Regions from separate parts of the Danio rerio genome. Here region 2 is linked to region 1. The links are chromatin contacts, called in public Micro-C maps. All regions are on one chromosome and are shown on one strand. Each heading gives the region's core, a stretch centred on a gene start, on an enhancer-like site or on the middle of the called end of the contact. The rest is flanking DNA. Distances are from core to core; before and after follow the strand shown. Region 1 holds the start of vat1 (vesicle amine transport 1). Region 2 holds the start of ubtf (upstream binding transcription factor).

Evidence for each region. A called contact is a pair of places that touch in the nucleus more often than the background predicts.
Region 2: a Micro-C map of caudal fin shows a contact between it and region 1, with 2.2 times the contacts expected there. The contact joins the promoter of ubtf here to the promoter of vat1 in region 1. A contact is called at or near these places in 2 of 18 Hi-C or Micro-C datasets (caudal fin and hematopoietic stem cells).

Annotation. Positions count from the first base shown.
Region 1 is chr3:18,691,893-18,698,961 of GRCz12tu, reverse strand. vat1 (vesicle amine transport 1) reads right to left here and starts at 3,536. Exons shown (of 6, transcript NM_001007051.3): 1 at 2,805-3,536. The coding sequence starts at 3,257.
Region 2 is chr3:18,840,669-18,847,737 of GRCz12tu, reverse strand. It overlaps ubtf (upstream binding transcription factor), which reads left to right and starts at 2,892. Exons shown (of 22, transcript NM_001005395.1): 1 at 2,892-2,918; 2 at 3,714-3,812. It overlaps slc4a1a (solute carrier family 4 member 1a (Diego blood group)), which reads left to right. Exons shown (of 21, transcript NM_198338.1): 21 at 1-668. The coding sequence ends at 27.

The sequences.
Region 1 (7,069 bases), core at 2,287-4,786:
ATCCATTTATTAGTGAAAGGATGCAAACTTTATGCATTTATTTATTTTTTTTTTTGCAAAATTCACCATTTTATATCAAAAACAGTTCGTCTTTAGGGATGCTGCGATCAGGATTTTTGAAGCAGATACGAGTACCGATTCCTCGTCATGTCTATCGGCTGATGCAAAGTACTGATTCTGATGCTTCAAGCTTTATATAACTTTAACAGTGCATAAAGCACATTCTCCATCTAAGTATGATACTTAAGTGGAGATCTCTTCTTTCCTAAGACAATAAATGACGTTGCATATAATGCTTTAAACATCTCGTAAGCATGTCATGGTAAAGAGCAGCTTTACAGAAAATTATAGATAAAACAGACAAAAATTGGTAAGAAGAATTACTAACAATGCAATTTGGAAACATTGCAAATGATGGAAGAATAATTCAATGTGCCTCAATGAAGAAAAAGTTTGGAGTGCATCCTTGATACATAAGAAATTGCATCTTCCTCTGCTTGTAAATCTGTAAATGAACACTTGTGGTCGGTTCATGTGATCGGCCAGATTAGTGAGTACCGACTGAGTCATGAAATGTGATTATCGGCCGATATCAATCTCTAGCCGATCAATCGGAGCATTTCTAGTCGTCTTTGATCATCTTTTGTTGAAACAGCCCCATTACACTTCTGCCTAAAAACACTGGCAATAAGTCTGACTAATAATTGAGATGTAAATGATTAAAATAATATAAATATTTACATACATTTAAATATTATGAATTTGGTTAAGCGCATATTACACAAATGTATAACTCACACACTAGCCCAAGGTTTAACTACCCCCCCACCCCCTGCCCCCCCAAATAATGCTTAAACCCCATCTGAAATATGTCAAAAGTAGATGTGTGTAGGGTGAGGGGGATTGATGATCTAATAGACTGAAACTGAAGTCATCAAGACACTTTTTCTTTTAGGGTTGTATCCAAATCGCCTAAAAGTAGTCAAATATGGTCTATATTTTAATAGACACATATTCACATATAGTAAGTGCAATAATATATGATCATCCATTTATTTTACATATATTTTACTTTTTTTGTTGTTGCAAAATTCACCATTTAATATTATCTTTGATCATCTTTGGTTGAAAGAGCCCTATTACACTTCTGCCTAAAAACACTGTCATTAAGTCTGACTAATAACTTAGATGTAAATGATTTAAATATTATGTATTTGGTTAAGTGTGGCATGCATATTACCCAAACGTATACTGGCTCAAGTCCATTAATGGTGTAAAATGCACAGACACTCGCTCAGTCTTCTCCATAAGAAAGAGTCATTTTTCCGGACACCACAATCAGCAGATTCCTCACCTCACATGCTCAACAAACAATGTCAGCTCTCCGAATGTGAGAAGAAGCAATTGTTTGCTTGCTGACAAGATAATATAGAGAGCGAGAGATGGATAAAGAGAGAGCAATAGGGTGGACGATGACCTTTTAAATTCAATATCGTTGACAGACGAGGCGGAGGAAGGGCTGAACCATTATCTACCTCCTCCGCATCACCCACCAGCCAACGCCTAGTGCTTGCTTACTCTTCTTTTCTCTCATATAGTAACGCAGACTATTTAGGTTTTCCTCAGCATTTCACACAATTCTGTGAACATCTTACCTCCACTGCTTCTCGTTAAATGTCTTTATTCTGCTTCAAACAAAATGTCAAATCTTTTCAACGCAAGAGATGTGGCGTTGCCATGATACGTTGCCATGGAGACCGGCTCAGCAACCACTAGGCATGACTCATCGATTTGTTCATATGGAGCACATAGAAAGTCGATTAGTCCACGTCATACTAAAGACTTCTATGAACCGACGGGGCTGAATGAAAAGTAACCGGAGAACTGGGTTTATTTACACTATTCGTTCGCCGGCCAACCAAATCAAATATGGTAATACTAAGAAATTGTATTTCGCTGGCGCGATGCCTACAGAAATAGGCGTTGACGTTTATACAAGCGGGAAGAAAAAGTTTAATTATTGTTTAAAGAGGTCAAAAGGAAGAAAAAAAAAAAGATGGCACGGATGATGAATGATGTCAGAGTGTCACAAAAGCGCGAGGCTGATGACAAAGGGCGCGTGCGATTAGCATTTTCCCCCCTCGCGCGCCTCGCCCTTTTTCCTACGCGCGGGGACAGTCTTCCACGCGCCCGCGAGACACCGGGGATCAATCAGAGAAAGTGGTTTATTCAAAATAAAAGCCTTATTAGATTACTTTTTTTGAACATTTTGTCGACTAATATAACGCATGCTGATGATGCGCGTCTCAGGTGCGACTTTTCAAAGCCAGTCAACCTCTGAGAGAAAGAGGGGCGGTGGTTCCACATACAGCTGAGGCGACGAAACTAAACGCTTTCTTTACAATTAACGACGCTGCTTGCGTTGGACGCGACGTAGATCAGTTCCAGCGTTCTTGCTTGGCTCTGTGCATAAAGTATCACGAGGTTGTGTTACTTTCAACTCGCCGCGCACACAAGCAAAGCTCGCTCTCCCGTGAACGTTTAACGTTCCGGCCCATTGCACGGGTCAGCGCGACAAGAGCTCCGGTGCTCCTGAAATGAGGCTATCGGCGCCCCTCCCGCTTCTCTTTTGTCTCCGGTGGAGAGACAGTGTGACAGGAGTTTGACTGGGAGTTCATTTACTCATTCTTGCAGAGATTATAAACCAATGGATAAACATTTTCAAAGCACATTTGACTGATGAGCAATTTAAAAAATGCATGCATGCATGCACAGGATAAATAAATAACAAAGCGTTTACTCACTTTTCTGTCAGTCACTTCTTCACCGACAGCCTCGATGACGCCCGAGCACTCCATGCCCGGGGTAACCGGCGGGGACGGCAGCCGGTCGTACAGTCCCTGTCTCGCCATCAGATCGGCGAAGTTCAGCCCGCACATTTTCACGCGCACCATCACCTCGCCGCTCTTGAGAGCAGGTTTCCCCTTCTTCACCTGGAGCTTCACCTTATCGTACCCGCCATAGCCGGTGAGCACCAGCGCCCGGTAGGTGAATGTGTCCTCCTCTGGGGCTTTCTCGGCGGCGGGCGCCGGGGTGTCGGCGGCGGCAGCAGCAGTGGCGGCGGCCTCGGTGGACGCGCTGGTGGGCGGTGGGTCAGGTTTGCTCTCGGTTTTTGGGGACTCGGCGGGCGTCTTGGTCTCTTGCTGCTTCTGCTCCTCGGCGTTTTGCTGCTGAGCAGGTGCGTCTTCGCCGGACATGGTCGGAGTTTGAGTGGAGGAGAACTTTTGAAGAGAAAAGACTTGCGTTTGTTTTCCTGCCTCACTCAGATGCGGCTACTCAAACAACCTCAGAATACACGAGCTGCTGCGCGGTCCACGGTTTTCTCAGCCTTTGCAAAACTGGGATGCTGGAGACTTGAGAAGGTGGAGGACAGGGAGACAGAGAGAGAGAAAGAAAGGGAGTGGAAGATGCCTCACGACGACTAGTGAGTGACCCGAGGCTCTGACAACTATTGAGAAAAAACGAGGCGAGGCGTGGCGAGCTGGAAAGCCCGGAGAAATGGAGTCGAGCGGTGGATTGAAGAGTCCAGTGAGGGAGTTTGCTCGCTGACTTCAATTTAGTAAATGCAGTGAAGCTGTTTTTACTAGTCAGCTGAAATTCAGAAAAGAGATTGAGAGGAATTCTGGCAGTCTTGAATACACTTTCAAAGATTAATCCTTTTCTTTAGGAATGCGTACAAATGTAATTTGTATTTACATTAAAATGCACTGGCTCTTTTATTAAATATATGTATGTGTTACATATGTTAGTATGTTAGTTTAAAATGATATAAAGAGGTAATTCAACCAAATATGATCTTCAGAATTTCTGAACACAAAACAATATATTCTGAAGAATGTAGTGGAAAAGCAGCCATTTACATCCAGGAACAAAACATATGGATGTCAATGGCTGCTTTGTTCCCAACATTCTTCAGTATTATCTTCCTTTGTGATTACACTAAAATGAAACTCAAACCGGTTTTGAAATTAATTTTTTTTTTTTGTGAACTATCCTTTTAAAGGGTGTCCAATCAAATATTTACTGTTTAGTTTACAGAAAAGTTTAAATTATTTAGTTTAGTTTAAACTTTGTCTTTTCTGCTTAGCACGAAAAGGAAATTTGTCTTTAACACTGGATTTAAGACAACAATAGCATACATACAACAATCACACAATAACAACACTCATCAAGACAACAACATAAGTTAAACATGTGAAAACCAAATTAGCCCCATATTACTGCAGATCATTCTTGACAACCACCCCATTCACTTTAAACAGTGATCCAACTTAAAACAAGAACTGCAATTGGGATAAATGACTTTTTATTAGCATTTCTTCGGGCTTTAGGAGTTCTAAACTTGTGTCTTGATGGTAGCATTTCAAAAGCTGAGTGAACGGGAATTTGTATTATCTTTAAATTGCTGTTTTGTTTTTTTTCTATAAAGGAGTCAAATAGAATCTGTCCTGGATGTTGTTTGTGACCGCTTATCTTATTTTGCTCACATTGTTTTTCTTTAGGTGAACATTTAACCTGTATAAGTTAATTCACTGAAACAAAAAGAGTTTGTTTTGGTAATCTTCAATCAATGTCTCATGATTTGCATCTGCATTTGGAGTGGAGGTCCTTTGACTTCTGCCATAATACTTAACTGCTTAACCAAGCCCTTATATGTCAGATAATGATGTGCAAAAAGAAAACCACACCTCCTACTTAATATGCAGTTTCAGTTGAAAGTAAATCAACACACTGAAATAAAGTCTCAGCAACATCTGGTTCACGCGGACTTTAACCCAAATAATTTTCTATTAAATGTGCAATATACACATATTTTGCAGTGAAGACCTCTCAATAAAACAAATCAGCAAAATCACAAACAAGAATGCTGACTATGCACTGGTCTGATTCTGCCATATATGCACAAAGCTGCTTAAGTTACTTCCACAAGTAATTCATGTTTCAGGCAAAACGTGTCCAGTTGGTTTATTTATTTACTGCTGACGTAAGCTGCACACATACTGGAATAGATTGGAACTCGTGGTGTTAATCATTGTGCAAGCTTCACTCCATCATGGTTTGATCCTATATAGATATATACATAACACAACATTACCTCTAATAGATTTAGACACTTAAAAGTGTTTCCCCAAACCATTTAAAGAGGCAGTTCACCCCCAAATGGCGATCCAAGTGGACTTTTTTCTTCAGTGGCATCCGCTCCGTAAAACAAATAGTGGATTAGTTGGCAGTTCCTTCACTGTGGCGACCCCTGATAAATAAAGGGATTAAGCCGAAGAAAAATGAATAAACAGTGATACTGACACCTTCAGAGTCAAAATTAATTAATTACTTAATTGATTAAAACAGACAAAACTTGACTATTTTCAGAGACTGTGGATTGAAGGAAATATCTTAATTAAGTAAAGTCCAGTTGCTTGTACAGACTGATTATTTCACTTTCACAAGATCTCAATGTATGTCAAGAGCCGTAGAATTAATTCGGGTTTGCCTGTACATTTTTCTGACTCAAAGTTTTGACAGAACTACCAACAATCATGATTTCAGTTTCAAATCTTATTTAATGTTCCTCGAATGAAAAAAAAAAAAAGTATAAACTATCCTGAAAGGCTACTGGGTAAGTATTTCATAGGGCAAAATATAATTTCTGAGAAATCCATAGGCCTAATTTCCATGTCAACCCTATAGTTGATTTTTTAAATGACCAGTACACTGTACAATTTCAGGCATTACTAGGGAAAAAAACACATGTAACAATAGCAATTTCATTGGTCGTGTCTCCTAAAAGTGTTCAAACACGAAGGCCCACTTTTGAGCCTTTGAACAATATCTGACAGTATCAAAAATTTAGGATGACTGTCTCACAGTGTGCCTGATGTAAAAAGCATATGCTGAACGACTAGCCAATATAAGTGAAACATGAGATGAAGTATGGGTCAGTGTGAAGAGGCCTACATTAACTGCAAAATTGTTGGCCCTTATTCCCCTTGCCATGATTTGGTTAAGATTGACTTCATCTTCCACCACCTCCTTTTTTGAATTTCCAAAGTTAATCTTAACAACGTTTTAATGCTCTTCTATATCTTTCATCCAGTCTCATACAGCCAGATGTTCAGATTGACAGCAGAAGTCCGGACTCCTTCATAATTTTCATTAACCAAGAACTGCCCAGAAGCCATCTAAGTGACATGTAAACCAGACCCTTAAGGATTTTGCAGGGATGTTTTTCAAAAACATATTTAAAGCCTGAAATGACTACTTTTCTCAAAACATAGGACATTCTCGATTCTCGCGTTTTGCTGTGAAAATACCAGCCTGATCTCAGAAGGAATTTTTTTTTATAAATTGGCAAGAAAGTGACTAATGTTTACAAATTCATAATACTTATTTCACATAAAAACGCATGATTCTTAAATGAGGATATGCCCCAAAAACCCTAAATGCAACCACTATTAGGGTAGGCATGAACCATAATGGAAAAAATTGACATTGAGATATTTTTCCTCTGCACTTATATATTGCAATATAAATTTTCACCAGATGACTTAACCAGCTTTATTTGGAAAGTCACAAAACACAAGTCAACTGATACTCTGAGAGTCAAAACTAATAAATAAAAACAGACAGAATTAAATAAACTCCTGTGAACGTTTTGGAGACTGTGGATTGAAAGAAGTACCTGAAGTAAGTAATGCCGAATTTCTTGTACACTGATTATTTTCACTTTTACAAGATCTTACTGTATCATCAAGAGGTAAATAATTAATTTGGGTTTGCCTGTATGTTTTTCTGATTCAAAGTGTCAACAGAATTACCAAGGGCCATTCATTCATTCATTCATTCATTCATTCATTCATTCATTCTCCTTCAGCCCAGTCTCTAATTTAGCCCTTGAAAGGCCATTGGGTAAGTCAATTATATGCCAATGCTGCTCTATAGCTAATTTTTTATGGCCACAGTACAATTTTAGGCTGTGTTAGAGAATTTAAAAAAAGATCAACTTGAAATA
Region 2 (7,069 bases), core at 1,643-4,142, 150 kb before region 1:
GTGAAATTTGATGATGAAGACGACTAAAAAAACAATCTCTAGATTCTTGATTTCTGATTCCAAACCACTATGAATTCATCTCACTGTGTGCATTACATGAGAATAATTTTGCTTATATTTTTTTAACTGTTGTACATTCAAATCCCTTAGTTTAACAGGTCAGAAATGTTGAAGAATGTGATCAATGCACACCTAAAGTTCATAAACTGTTCATATACATTCCGTAGTTGTTTATCCGAATAGTATGTTTTCTTACTTTTGCATAGAACATTGTGCTTAAGCTTTTGATTTTATTTTATTTTTGTGTGTGTGTTTGTGCCTTTTAAGATTTGGGATTAAAACATCATCCTGTTATTTATTTATTTAAAGTATTCAGGGTTTAAAGCAGGAAACTTCACGTTGGAGTGAGGCATGTCAACTATGCACCAGCTCGATTGTACCCCCGTCCTGTTTCCACAGGTGATGCCAATGCAAAATATGTGCCTTTATATTTCTTATAAGAAGTTGAATGTTTCTGAATTTCGAACATCATACCTGTAAATATATTAGGCTTATGATTGTTAGCGTAGGATAGATTTTACACAGTATAAATGATTCATTTGCTTTATGTATGCTTGGTATGTTATGGTGTGTGACTTTGTTTATTGATTAAAATTCTTTAAAACATCCTCAATAAGTCTTGTTAAACTAATATTAGTGAAGGAATGCAGACAAATCCACATTTCTAGAAGTCCCGGCTTTATATGAGGCCTGGGCGGTCCTGTCCCACCCAATCAAGAGCTCGGCCCACCCTGATATTCCACCCACATTCTCAAGAGTCCTGCCCATTCTGAGAGTCCTGTGACATACCTGAAGCTAGACCTTTAGTCTGACAAATGTGATTTCTTAATCTGGGGTACTTGGGGTACTTAGCACTTAGGGAAAGTGCTATTTAGGGTCTGTAAGATATTTAAAAGAAGGTTATTTTACATTTTCTCATTTAGCAGACGCTTTTGTCCAAAGTGACAAGTGAGTTATGCTTACTGATGCTGCATTTATTACACAAATATAGTGCAAACTGTCATAATATTACATATTCTTACCATTTAAAAGATCCATCCTTGATATTAAAAAGTAAGCTGGATTAAAAAGATGGATGAATAGAAAAGGCTGCATTTATTTATTCAATTAATATGTTTACAATTCAAAATATTCATGTACATGTTATTTATTTCTGTGATGAAATATTTCAGATTTATTTAGATGACAGCTGAAAATATTTATTTATTTGAAGTATATGTTTTTTGTAACAATATAAAAGTCTTTATTGCTACTTGGAAAAATAAATCCATCATTGATATTAAAAAGTGCATATATATATATATATATATATATATATATATATATATATATATATATATATATATATATATATATATATATATATATATATATTCACAGACAGACAGACATAGAAGATAGATAGATAGATAGATAGATAGATAAATAGATAGATAGATAGATAGATAGATAGATAGATAGATAGATAGATAGATAGATAGATAGATAGATAGATAGATAGATAGATCTGAAACTACATTACATTGGATAATACTAAATAATATTGCAAACTATTAAAAACATATGGCTAATAAATAAAAAATTGGTCTGATAGTGACAAACTATAGATTTAAAATTACATTTATTAATTTAGGCATACTGTGTTCATAAAATAGTGTTTTAATATGTCATTAAGTGATTTTTGTTTCTCTCTCTCTCTATAAATAAATATATAACTATATATAAATAAATATATTAACAAGTTGTCTTGTCATTAAACGATTACATTCTATACGTCAATAAACTTTAACTATAAAAGACACCAATCTATGCATATAAGTGTTTTTGGGGTGGATAATAATTGTAAATACTTCAATACAGCCTACTAGTTAGTATGTATACGTGAATCTCAATAGTGCACAAAAAAATTAAACATGTTAAATGATTTCAAGAGTTAGCATTACAGCTCACACTGGAAACTACAGAGGTGAACATTAAAGATCTTTAAAGTTGTCCTAAATCTCATCAGTTACCCCCAGTTTTGTCTTGGAATAATTTTGAACATTTATTTTGATCTACTTCAAAAGTTGACAACTGTTATACAAGGTTTGAGCTGTTCCACCGGCCTGTATTCGGTTCCCCGAGGCACCGGCGTGGGACTGAGGCGTTCATTCCGATGAAGTGCGCACGTCACCGCTCTGATGTTTAACGAATCCGCGCGCCCATTGGAAAATCATGTTTTTACCAAATCACAACGTCTTGATTGGACATTTCAGGTGACGCCCACAAACAGACAAGGTGGGGTTTAATTATTTAACGTGACAAAAAAGATGAAGCTGTCAGACTGAAAATGCTGAAAAGATGTTTAATGTACACAACAGTTCACTCTTCTTTCACACCGTGCACGCGCTCTGGGAAAGCAACCTGCTTGACTAAATGTGTCTTATAATGATAATAGTCATCACAAAACACAATGCAAGCATATTTAATAAAGTTTATTGAAATATGCATGATCAATCAAGAGAAAAATGTGTTCAAAACAAGTCCGAAGTGCAACACGCGCGCACCACTGGGTTTGATGGCGCCTCGGTAGCTCCGTGTTTATAATGCCGAATGGAGGCGAAACGGGCGAGCCGTCCGTGATGAGAGCGGCGAGCAGGGGAGAGATTGAAAATGCGGATGTCTCTTTGGAAAGAGAAATGAGCGGATCGAGAGAGCTGCGCGTTGACTGGAAGGAGAGCGAGAGAGATGGAGGCGGGGGGAAGTCTCTCAGCTCTGCGGGGACTGGAGCGCCCGTGCCCTGGACCGGCGGCGCAGTGCTGGCTAACATTCAACCCTCCCCTTGTTCCAGCACCAGTTCCACACACAAGCAGCGACAGGTAAGGTCTAACCAGCGCCTCATCCTACCAACCGTTGGGTAAACAAACATTGAGAAGAAAAACAACATCAAAAGCAAATATAAACATTTAAACTTTAGCTCACTGATGGGGTTTTTGTTTAAATTCGCGTTGACTCGGTGCAAGGCACGGTACATTCCGAGGTCGCCTTACCCGAATTTCCCGTCCTGTGACTCGGGGAAAAACATCCTCCGCTTTAAATACCAGAACCGTTAATTTTCGAGTTTAACTCCACAAGCCGTTAACCTCGTTTTAACGCGCAAAACGTGCATCTTTGTCGTGTTTGGAAGTAATCCGCGCGGTCGTCTTCATTTCCGAGTCAGGACTCCATGAGGCTCGTGGAGGGAAGAACCAGCCGCCTCTGGTTCGCCATCAGGGAGCTTGGTTGTCTCACCGTGTGGGCTTGTTTTCGCTTGTGCTTACCGTGAAATCATAGCTCGCGATCATATTTGATCGTTTTCCTCGGTTATCTGTGCTTGAGGAGCGAACCGGGTAAGTTATGGGTGATTTGTGGTCGTTTTTTTGTCGTTGGGGTTGATTTGGGCTTGCAGCGTGCATGGAGGATAGTATGGCGGCTCTAGAACAGTCGTCACGCCAGTCAAGCGTCCTCTCTCTCGGCTGTTGCGTTTTTCCATTGTGACCACGAACAAAATTACACGTTTGCACACGGGATTGAGTCGCTTCTCGCCGAGATGATTTCGTTTGTTTTAATTGTGCTTTAATCGCCGAGTATTGATTTACATTAACAGTTTATTTCTTTCATTTCTGTTTTTCAAGCCTTTGAAGAGACTGCTACCATACGGCTGCACACACCGTGCTTTCACCCCGCTATCCTCGACACTCGAAAAGTCGGGGTAAAAACCAGATTTCTTTACGGTAAGAGGACACTTTGGAAATAATTTTTAGCATTAACTAAATAACAATGGCTTTTTGGGTTTAATTAAACATAATTTCTGGATGATTTCTTTAACGGGAGCTGGTTCAGCTCTCACCAGAGAGACTGGCTGGAGGGGGATTCAATGCTAATTCTAGCCAGCTAGCTCCGGTGTAGGTCAAGTCGTAGGTCGGTTTAATAGTGTAACATTTTAACTTTATTAAAAGATAATTGATTGAAAGCTATCGTTTGTGGACATGATGAATCCATTTATTAAGGTTTTCACTTGGATAAATAAGCTAAACTGTTTTAAACATTAAACAGCATTAATTGTATGATTTAGAAACGTGTTTGTAATATCCGAAACCGAATTAAATGTATGAAACATGAATTTTAAATGAACCCTTATAAATACTTAAAGACTAACTTTGACGTATTTTCCTTGAACCTGGAGCTCCGTTACCAAAGCTTTTGTTCTTTAAAAATCTTATTAAATCAACCAGCTTTTCTGGACATTTTTGTGATTGTAAAACTCAATTCTGCTTGAACAGGGTCACAAAGCAATGCCACCCGGCTGCCTGGGGAGCATTTCAGTATGGTAAGAAATGCCCTTCAGTCAGGGTCTATTTTAAAGCTGGACTGAGCTGGCTCACGCGCCGCCATTACACACATTCAGCGCAGCTGCGACGCCTCGCCCTGGAAAAAGCCTCGTGCCATTTTGTGACTAATTCAGTCAGTGCACACATTTGCTAAACCGCATCAGATTAGGACGAGCCCTCCAAAACAGTCGAGCGTTTTTAATACTGTCGCAATGAGGCTGACCCAGAGCGCGTCCGCGGCGGAAGCGAAGCCCCGCGCCCTGTCCCGTGTGGAGGCAGACGCTGGTGCTGCATGCTGAATCAGTCACTCATGATGATGATCCATCCCTAGCTGTGTTTCCCCCTCTCGACGAACACCGAAAGCAGATCCCGATCCGTGGTCAGCTGGTCCGTGTAGAGGCAGCTGCCTGCCTATCGCCCGAAACGCTCCTTCCTCCTCCTGTCCTGTAGTACCTCCCAGTATCCACTCGTCCGCCGAAAATATACTCCATTTTTGAGGCTCCGCAACGAAAGGCTCGTGCCAAAAAACGCGAGTCGAGCGCTGGAGATGCCGTTTTAAGTCTTAGTTCAGTAGACAAAATGGAAGATTAGACGGATTGGCTGCTCTTGCTGGTGTCGACTGCAGAGTTATTTGAGATTTGAAACCGTCACAAGCAATGGGCTCTGTCTCACGATGGAGCGTAAACGCTTAGGGGCGGTGTAATGAACATCAACCATTATGTGTCGGGCTGGATTTTAATTCCTCTCTTTAGGCAGCAATTCCTGATTCGGGGAATTCGACTATAAATGAGGATTTTTTAAAAATATTCGTTTGAAAAGATTTTAAACGCCGTTAAAGCAAATACAGCCTTAGAGAGATAGAGATAACCAAATATAAAAGTTTTATTTTTAACTGCTGCATGCATTTTCACGCCATGAAAAAAGCCATAGAAGCTTTGATGGTTTAAAAACAGACAAACAAAACACCCATATACTTGTTTAGGTTAAATAGAAAGTCAGGACCAACAGTTGAAGTGTTCTTGTTTCTTTATTAATTTCACGAAAAAAAGTGATAACTATGTGGGCTTCACTTTTTTTGTCTCAGATGTTTGTCACAATTCATTAGTTTTAGTTTTTTTACTCGAGTGATTCCCTAGAATGAGTGTAAACACTTAGGGGTGGTGTAATGAACATCAACCATTATGTGTCGGGCTGGATTTTAATTCCTCTCTTTAGGCAGCAATTCCTGATTCTTGGGATTCGACTATATATGAGGATTTTTTTTAAATATTCTTTTGAAAAGATTTTAAACGCCGTTAAAGCAAATACAGCCTTACAGATAACCAAATATAAAAGTTTTATTTTTAACTGCTGCATGCATTTTCACACCATGAAAATAGCCATAGAAGCTTTGATGGTTTAAAAACAGACAAACATAACACCCATACACTTGTTTAGAGTGGGTTAAATAGAAAGTCAGGCCCAACAATTGAAGTGTTCTTGTTTCTTTATTAATTTCACGAAAAAAAGTGATAACTATGTGGGCTTTACTTTTTTTCTCAGATGTTTGTCACAATTCATTAGTTTTAGTTTTTTCCTCGAGTGATTCCCTACAATGAGTGTAAACACTTAGGGGTGGTGTAGTGACCATCAAACATGCAACATTTGACCATAATGCACATGTTCTCACTTTTAAAATAGCTATTGAACCTTAAATGGTGTTGAACACAAACAAACACTTGAAAAACAGCATTGAAAAAAAAGTGAAAACTTAAATTTTGTCTCAGATTTTTTAGTCATGATTATTATTATTTTTTTCTCAAGACTGATTCTCTACAATGAACATAAATGGGCTGGTGTAATGAACATCAACATTATGTGTGGGGCTGGATTTTAATTCTTCTCTTTAGGCAGCAATTCCTGATTTAGGGAATTCAACAAAAATATATATGAGGATTTTTTTTGTAATTCGTTTGAAAAGATTTCAAAGGCTGTTAAAGCAAATACAACCTTACAGATAATCAAATATAAAAGTTTTATTTTTAAATGCTGCATGCATTTTCATGCCATGAAAATAGCCATAGAAGCTTTGAGTGGTTTAAAAACAGACAAACAAAACACCCATACACTTGTTTAGATTGGGTTAAATGGAAAGTCAGGACCAACAATTGAAGTGTTCTTGTTCCTTTATTAATTTCACGAAAAAAGTGATAACTATGTGGGCTTTACTTTTTTTCTCAGATGTTTGTCACAATTCATTAGTTTTAGTTTTTTTTACTCGAGTGATTCCCTACAATGAGTGTAAACTCTTAGGGCTGGTGTAATGAACATCAACCATTATGTGTCGGGCTGGATTTTAATTCCTCTCTTTAGGCAGCAATTCCTGATTCTTGGAATTCGACTATATATGAGGATTTTTAAAAAATATTCTTTTGAAAAGATTTTAAAAGCTGTCAAAGCAAATACAGCCTTACAGATAACCAAATATAAAAGTTTTATTTTTAACTGCTGCATGCATTTTCACACCATGAAAATAGCCATAGAAGCTTTGATGGTTTAAAAACAGACAAACATAACACCCATACACTTGTTTAGAGTGGGTTAAATAGAAAGTCAGGCCCAACAATTGAAGTGTTCTTGTTTCTTTATTAATTTCATGAAAAAAAAGTGATAACTATGTG